Regions from separate parts of the Rattus norvegicus genome. Here region 1 is linked to region 2. Evidence: chromatin contacts called from public Hi-C data. All regions are on one chromosome and are shown on one strand. The core of a region is the stretch at or near the end of the contact, and the rest is flanking DNA. Distances in the headings are between cores, read along the strand shown.

Region 1 (3,972 bases), core at 526-3,025, 150 kb before region 2:
TATCATCAAAAATTAAGTGTAAGGGCTGGCAAGATGGCTGAATGGAGAAAGAGGCTTGCCAAAAACCCCAATGAACTGAGTTCAAATTCCAGAATCCACAAGGTCGTTCGCTTCCAACTTAGAAAAATCTTCATTCCATGCTCACCTAGGTAGCACTGAGGCAAGCTCTCAGGACCTTATCAGGACTCCAAAAGCATCAGGAGAAAGCAACAAAATGAGGACCCCCAAACCACTTTCTAGATAGACTTGACCTGGAACACATCAGATATTACAGTCTCAATATTTCTTTTGCAGATCCTGCGGAATGGAAGGTATTGCAATTTTGCTGGTATCGGTGACCCGGCATCTCTGAATTATTTCCTGCTTTGGTTTACAGAGGAATAAGCCTGTAATTAATTATATATCAGAACATGAGAATCGACCTGGCAATGATGTACAGGCTAAGAACGCTCTATTTACATATGTAGGTTATTTAAAATATGTTGTGTTAGATAAATATTTAAAATTCCTTCTTATTTGGCTTATAAAGTGCTCAAAAAGAGGCTGCAGTTTGACTTTACAGAAGGTTCAAAAGTGAGATATTTGACATAGGCATCGTCCCTGCCCAGTCAACATTACCTCCTGTCCTTGCTTGGCAAGGCACACAGGAAACATCCTTAATAAAAACAACAACATCAATTATTTACATCAACGCTGAAATGTATAATGATGGGAGAAAGTTGGTCTTCAGGAATTCATATAGCTTACAGAACATAGAAGTACAAGGAGCCTAGGCATGAATTTTCAAAATGTCCGACTCAGGGAGAGGAGTCGAAATGGATAGGATGTATGGAAAACAGTGGTTGCACAATAAAATGTTCCCGCTGTGGGTAATTTTCTCCTTGCAAATAAACGTCCAGTTTTACTTTTAAAGGGAAATAAAACAAATTAGAGAGCCTAAAGAGATTTTTCCATGTCTGTCAAATCAACACGACCCTGCTAAGAAGAACAGACACCGGGAGGTGACAAGGTGGGAAGATAAGAAGGTCTCAATGATACACAGGAGGAATCCTGCCGAAATTGATGAGGGCGCCCTGAAGTTAACTTTTCTCCAGAGGGTTTACCTATACCTGCGTTTGGTCCCTGCAGAACGGATCTGTGAACACGGAGATCCACCAGGGGGAGCAGTTCACCAGCACAAAACCAACCTTCCTGAAGGAAGTCGCTGAAGGCACCTCTTCCTCTCAATTTACACAGCTGACAGGACCCTGATTTTATCAGTTCTCCTAGATGCAGCGCGCACATACCTGGAGCTGATTCCCTCCATCCGGCCTCATGCTGCTGGGATACGATACACCTCGCAAGCTCCTGATCACAGGCATGCTTTTCCTTGCAAAGCAGCCCTTGTAATTTACTGAAATCCCTTGCCTTTTTCATAGGAAGTAATTTGGACTCTGCTTCCACACCATCTTTTTAGGACAGAATGAATAGTTTATCAAACTAGTCGTTTGGTATGGCATAAAAGTGTGTGAGAGTCTCCCTCAGGTTTTGAAGGCAGGTATCCATTGGAGTTTACTGATAACCCCGGTTTCTCTCTTCAGCAACCCCCCCCCCCCCCATTTCTTCCTTTAACCAAAGCCCTGGGGCTGGGAAAGAAAACAGCTGTCAGAGAAAGGCTGGTGTCGGTGATAAGCCTTTTGTGTGCAAGCTCAAACTTTGAGACCAGCCTGTCCAAACAAAACAGCTGTGGTCTTCTGTGTGGACAGCAGAGTACACCAAGGCTGTTCGGAAAGGGGGGTTGGAGGGCAGGGGGAGCATCCAGAAAATATGCTGGTCCCTGAAGCATTCTGTCCACGGTTGCACAATCCATGAAGGAATTCCCAAGGGGAGCCAAATTTTATTTTTAGTAGAGGTCAGTCCTTTGGTCTCTTTGTCCCCATCCTTCATTATGGTGCTTTAGCACATCACTGTTACAATAGCCCTTCATGTTGGAGGTGGCGGGCCTGGCTCCGCAGCTCTGGCATGAGGAAGGCAGGGGGACTCATTCTAGACTCCAAAATCCAGAGTGAAACTACCCACAGGGACCCCCGTTTCTGGATCAATCTGCTTCAACACCAATGTCTTTCTGCTAGTCCCAGAGCCTGGGTCAAGAACCTCTAAAGAAGGAAGTAAGGGACGCCAAGGTTACTTTGTAACCTCTTGTCTGGCTGTGCAAGCGGCTCTTAAAGCAACAAGGTGAAGATCTGAAGTAGAAGTCAAACTCTTTCTTTGGAGTTAAAACAGAGACTGTTTCAGGAACTTATCTGATTCCCATTGCCTCATTTGTCCCTCATGGGCATCCTTAAACTCTGTGGAAAGCAAGCCTGCAGCTGACATTCAGAGAGTAGCTTATCTCTGCAGGGGTTAGTGTTCCTTCTAAGGGTATTAAACATAGGAACTCATTTAGGAGAGCTTTCCTTCAACCTTTCTGTTATTACACATTCTCATAACTTTCAAATTGATTTCTGAATAAACCATAGAGAAAGAAATCATGATTCTCAGGTGATATTAGCTATTAAATGTGTTGATCGACATCATAAGGTAGTTCTTGAAGAGGACCAGACTGAAAGAGCTAAGATCATTACGGGCAAAGTTTCACTTTTGAAATTTCACTACTTTATCCAAGTTGTTCATCCTGGAAACGGGATGAAAAAGATCCCATTAAAAATATGTAATAGTAGGGGCCAGGCATGGTGGCATGTACAATCCCCCCCCCCCAACACTCAAGAGACAGAGGCAGCATTGAAACAAATTCAGAGCTAACATTTTGATCTGATGCTATTACAGATATCTGTGTCTGAGTATGGAGGTAATCTGTTTTTGTTTGTTTGTTTGTTTGTTTTTTGTTTGTTTGTTTGCTTGCTTGCTTTTGGACCAGGAGACGGAAGGACAGACAGCGCTTTACCTGGCTCATTTTCTTCCTAGTCTTCACGTTGTGTTTCCACAGATACCACAATGCTATATTCTGAATTCAGGCACACATCTATAAAAGGTAAAGCTTATAGGGCTATTAATGGATCGGTCACCAGGTTAAAGAAACTGAGTCACATTTTATACCTAATAGAGCAGTAGAGGGCTGTTTCTCCCTACCTCTGCCCCTGCCCCTCCCTACCCCTGCTTCTCCTTGCCCCTGCCCCTCCTTGTCCCTGCCCCTGTCCCTTTCCAATTTTGCCTTTTCCCCTTGCCCTCCCATTCCTTTCCAACTATTTGCTGCCCTGAGTTGCTCCAACTTAAGGCCTTGTACCGTGACGAGCAAACGCTAGTGTTGAGCCACAGATCAGAGCCAAGAGTAGAGACTTAGCACAGCAGGCAAGAGGAAACACTGATTTCAACATGATGTCAAAGTTGTGCCCATACCTGACCCAGATTTCTTAATCCTCCTCAGTCGGAAAGGCCCCTCTGCCTAGACCCATCTATGAATCCTCATGTGAATGGGAGGGGTTGTACTGCTTGGAAAGGTAGCTACTTCTGTTTTTCAGAGTTTTGTGACAACTTCTTCCCTGCAGATGACTCCCTTGAACAGCTTTCTTCCTCCCCACATCTCCCATTCAGCATTAAAAAGAAGTATCTACCTTCTGAGGCATGAAATGAAGTTATTTACTTGTTGCTCCAGAACCACCCCAAAGCTTTCTAGATATTGAATAAAATGCAAGCGATTTGATTTTTCTGCCCAGGACTCCTAAGGCAAGCTCACTGTTTCTTTCTGCAGCCCAGGTCATTCCATTACAGACAAGTATATATCTTGTTCCGTGCCATTTGATCGCTCCGAACTTCCAGAATGTACTGCACGTTTTGCCCCAATTTTAATGTACATTACTAACTTTCTATGGGAATGCTGCGTGGCCACCAGAACTTCTAATTAGAATTTCATCTTAAATAGAACAGAAGAGCACAGGCATCAAGACTAAAGGGAATTCCCATCCTATTGTAAGAACACTGCAGATACCCCTGAGA
Region 2 (4,503 bases), core at 1,620-4,119:
CAGAGCAACCATGTGACAATGTGTGGATGATTTTCGTATCTGAGACAGTTATGATTCTAAAACGAACAATCACAATGTATACCGTTTTTGTGTGCATCAGGTCGTCCATGGTCCTCGGGAAGTTCTGAGCAGAATCCTTTCCTAGAGATGTACGTGAGACAGCTCATAGGTAAACAGGACTCGGCTCCCCTCTGTGCTGACTTATTTATTAAGTAGCTGAGTTCAAGTTTTTGTTCCTCATTTACACAGCCGAATGATACACGTAAAGTTTCATCCATCCAAATCAGACTGTGTTTGTGCAACTGAGTAAAGCCTTAGAGCTAAATGTGCCATTTATATTTGGCTAACAATCACAAGTACCTGGGCATGATAATTTCCTTATTATCTGAGTTTAATTAACTTCTCAAATATAATAAAAATAAACATGTGAATTGTAGTTTAATACTGAACACAGTGGATTAGTTCCTCAATGGCTTCTTTACAAAGGCAATTTAACTGATTCCATCTACCTCTTTAGGTTGATTAATTGTTCACATATTACATCTGAAACCATAACATCCTCCAATCACACCAAGCTTCAGGAAAATGCTCATAGCTTTGTTTGTGTCTTTGATTTATTCAGCATATTTCATCCTATCTCATAAAACCCCAACTGGAATCTCTTCCTTCACTGGCAGATTATTGTCCATTATCAACATGGATCTAATCCATTGCCTTGCAACTGTATCCCTGTTGCCCCCACAGCAGATATGCTCTTCTGTAAGCAGCATGAGAAGCATTTGCAGAGCTTGTTTTTGTTAAAAAATTTTTTAACAATTATGGCTTCTCTTCCTTCACAGAATAGTTCTCCTTTTCCATTATTCTAATTCTACTTATATGTATGATAGACTTTATTGCAAACTGCATGTTTTTAATTCAGGGCAACATGATCAAAGTTAACTAATACAGTCATCCTTCCTTGTACATGAGTTTAATATCTGTAGATTCATTCAGGCCTGAATTAAAAGCATTTGGGGGAAAATGCACCAATATGGAACATATAAAGTCTCCTTTCACTGTTCTCTAAACAATACAGTATTTACATTAAATTAAGTATTAAAAATAATGTAGAGATGACTTAAACTGTGGGAAAGGATATGAATATAAGCTTTATGTGAAACTATGCTGTTTTTTTAAAGGATTTTAGCATGTATGTATTTTCATGTCTGTGATGAATCTTGAAACCAATCCCCCAACAGATGTTGACAGCCACATATGTGCTCACATATCCTTGTATAAGTTCTGTAAGCTATGTGAGCTTGAGAAAGAACCTCAGCTCTCTAATCAAAATGGTAGTAACACTTTTGTAAAGAATTTATGAGCAATAGACATTTACCATTCCACCTGTGCTTGTTTGAAGTTTGGTGTGTCAGGGAATTATGACTAGATGGATCTGGGCATATAGACCTACTTACCTCTACACACACACACACACACACACACACACACACACACACACACACACACACCTAAACATATTTCCAGAAGACACATACCAATGGTTAGCATTTACAAAACAGCAGCAATTGCTATAAATTTCATCTTTGCAATGATCTCATGATTACCACTATAATCTTCATTACTAGAATGTTTTCTGTAAGGCTGTCTGGCTCTCCTCACTTCTTCATGCCAGCAGCTATAATGAGATTCTGCCCCCCCGCCCCCGACTGTTACTGCTGTTCTGATAAACTGTGATAATCCCAAGGGAATATCTTGTCTGTTATCACTCAGGTTTCTGTAAAACCAGGGAATTGCTTATATCAGATGTTGGGGGACCCTCTTTCTGAAAACTTCTCTCAGGAATTTCACTAGCACTCAAGATATAGCTCCTCCTCCCAGGAATTTTGAAGTTTTTCATTTCTCATCTTTGCTATTTTTCCCCTTGTTTTCTTTGCCATCCTCTTTCTTCTTTTGCCTTCACCCCACTCTGCTTTCACTCCTACATCCTATGCCATTTCATCTCCCAGGCTTCCCATCTTCCTAGCTGCACTAGTAGTATTACACCCATTCTCGGTGTCTTAGGTATCTTACTAGTAATGGGCCAATAATCTGGTTAGGAATTCCACACTTTAGGATAAAACTAGGATGAAAAAGTTAGGCACTTTCATTCCAGTATGTTATAATTACAGCAAGTTATTTCTGTTAATGTACTTCTAGGAGAAAGACATTTGGCTCAGGCTCAAGACAGGCAGACTCTGGTTGTGAGAGGCCAGAGCTTGCAAGGTGTCCAGAGAAGGCTTTATCAGGTCACACAGCCAGATAAACAAAAGGGTAAGCACTCTCTCTCTCTCTCTCTCTCTCTCTCTCTCTCTCTCTCTCTCTCCCTCCCTCCCTCCCTCCCTATCTCTGCATTAACCCTCAACTGGAAATGCCTCCAGGAAGGTCCCACTCTTCACAAACACTCCAGGACAAGATGATAAGAAGATTACAAGTAAAGGCTCTCTTTAGTTATTCCACATCTCCTGTCAGACAAAGTAAGTTAAATTACAGGCTGGCCACAAATGCATTGATCATCTGCTCAGCTTGTACTATCCAGAGCCTCCAAGATCTATGCCCAGGATCAGCAAAATCATCTCAGCTAAGCTCATTTTAGTATGGAGGTCTAACCCAATTCAGGGAGGTGAGGTCAGGGCCTGGCCCTTACTGGCCAATGTTGAACTCAAGTGATGTACGATCTTCATCAATGAAGATTTCGGTCTACAAGAGGTGTTGAAAGGACTGAGCACACAGGTGACAGAGCCCTTGCTCTGAAGGACTCCATCATATATGACTCCATCAGTCCATGGGCTCCTCCCTCATCTTGTAAATTACCAGATTGAAAACACAAACGGCATTGCTAAGCACATCATTTTCCTGCTCAGAATTCCTGTGTGAGCATTCAGGATGACACATTGAATAAGTCCTGCTACACTTCAGATTCCCTTCCCTTATTTATGAATACAATTTTTTGTTGGGACACAGTGTTCTCTTACCCTTTAGTTACCCTCTTTTAACCTATAAAATATACCATGCTCTCTAACAAAGATATAAACTCTTTAAATGGTTTTGATAGCCCAGTCCTCTTACAAATAAGATAAGCCTTTCTGAGGCTGTAACAGAAAGAAAAGATAAATCATTTGAAACCCTTTAAAATTCTGTACATGACACCCTTCTTTATTAAAAAGGCCCATTGTAAATTGGAAAGTTCCGAAGTCTTTGTGGTGAGGGAGAATGAATTATAATGACATCACTGGGTCATGAACTAGGCCCACTGGCCACTTTCCAGGATGAAATTGACTGGGAGAGATCAGATGAGCCCATTCGTAGCTGAAGACGTCTGGGAGGCAGCCAGGGAATCGAGGTTCAAGCCCCCTATTTAGGACACACTTCCTCTTCCTCTCCATCATCAAAGCGGATTGGTGATTTCCCAGGCTAGGCATGGTGCCTAACAATGCATTTCAATCCGTATTCGAAAGAACACCCAAAAAGTTCTTCTTTTCCCCCCATACTCATTCCCTTGTGAAAGACCTCATGAAAAATATTAACATGTCAACATCTGGCTGACACCTTGGCTATATTTTCATCATGCTGCTGATGGGAAGCATTTTGCCTTCAAATAAGCATAATTTGCCATTTTTTCCTTTCTCCTTTTTGTCTCTCTCCCAGCATAATAAATGGTGCCTGAAGCCCAAGAGAAACTCATTTCTGTTAACAGATCATTTGTAAACCTTTAAGGGCAGCTGGCGTGAAAGGGGCATTTTTCCCTTCTGTCTTAACTTTCCTAGTTGTCTCTCTAAATGCAAAATGACACCTCATTCAACGCTCTCTGGTGTCATCTTAATCTCCCTTACTCTACACGTTCTACCTTTTTGATATTGCTCGAGACTGCATGGAGGCTCTTACCTAATACTGTAATACCTATTATCTGAGGCATTTAGATACATAGACTCTAGCCAGCTAAGAATAATACAGATCAATTGCATGTCAGCAGCCCAATAAATTCACCTAGGTGATTCTTTTTTTCTGAGTAGGGGAAAAAAGAGAGGTGTCTACCCACCAGACCATATAGCCAGCACATTTCAATATTAATATATTTTATGCATGCATGTGATAATATTTTACTTTCTTTATAGTTCTGTGGGAAGTCCCACTTCTCTCCGTAAAGATTATTGCCTATTCTGAGGGGGTTATGATTATAGATACTTACTAAGACAGGAATAATTGACCATAAAAATCCTTTTATATTCCCACAATTATTTTTGCATTGACTAAAAGTGTCAAGAAAATTTTGATTTTTATTAGCAGGCCCCTAATTTTGCCTTCATTTCGATTATTTTATCTGGACTTCCCCCCAATATGTTTTTAGTCTGAGTTATTTGGCAATCGTACAAAAGAACAATTTGTTACAGAACCTTTACCGAATGGAAGCCCTATAATCCAAGCATAACATCAAGTATCAAATAAAATAAAAATGTATGAGATCAG

What was found. Hi-C and Micro-C count contacts between places; a contact is called where the count stands out from the background.
Region 1: a contact with region 2 is called in a Hi-C map of Schwann cells, with 2.7 times the contacts expected there. The contact joins two enhancer-like sites. A contact is called at or near these places in 2 of 12 Hi-C or Micro-C datasets (the A7r5 cell line and Schwann cells).

Annotation. Positions count from the first base shown.
Region 1 is chr1:134,517,939-134,521,910 of GRCr8, reverse strand. It overlaps LOC134485135 (a long non-coding RNA gene), which reads left to right. Exons shown (of 2, transcript XR_010063064.1): 2 at 295-541. Among named protein-coding and RNA genes, the nearest start is that of Mctp2, 890 kb to the left of the region's middle. Within about 2 kb of position 1,775, at least 8 of the 93 cell types and tissues checked have an H3K27ac peak or open chromatin away from gene starts, as enhancers often do. A contact at or near this core is called in Schwann cells, where this site is marked.
Region 2 is chr1:134,367,022-134,371,524 of GRCr8, reverse strand. No RefSeq gene overlaps it. Among named protein-coding and RNA genes, the nearest start is that of Nr2f2, 940 kb to the right of the region's middle. Within about 2 kb of position 2,869, at least 4 of the 93 cell types and tissues checked have an H3K27ac peak or open chromatin away from gene starts, as enhancers often do. A contact at or near this core is called in Schwann cells, where this site is marked.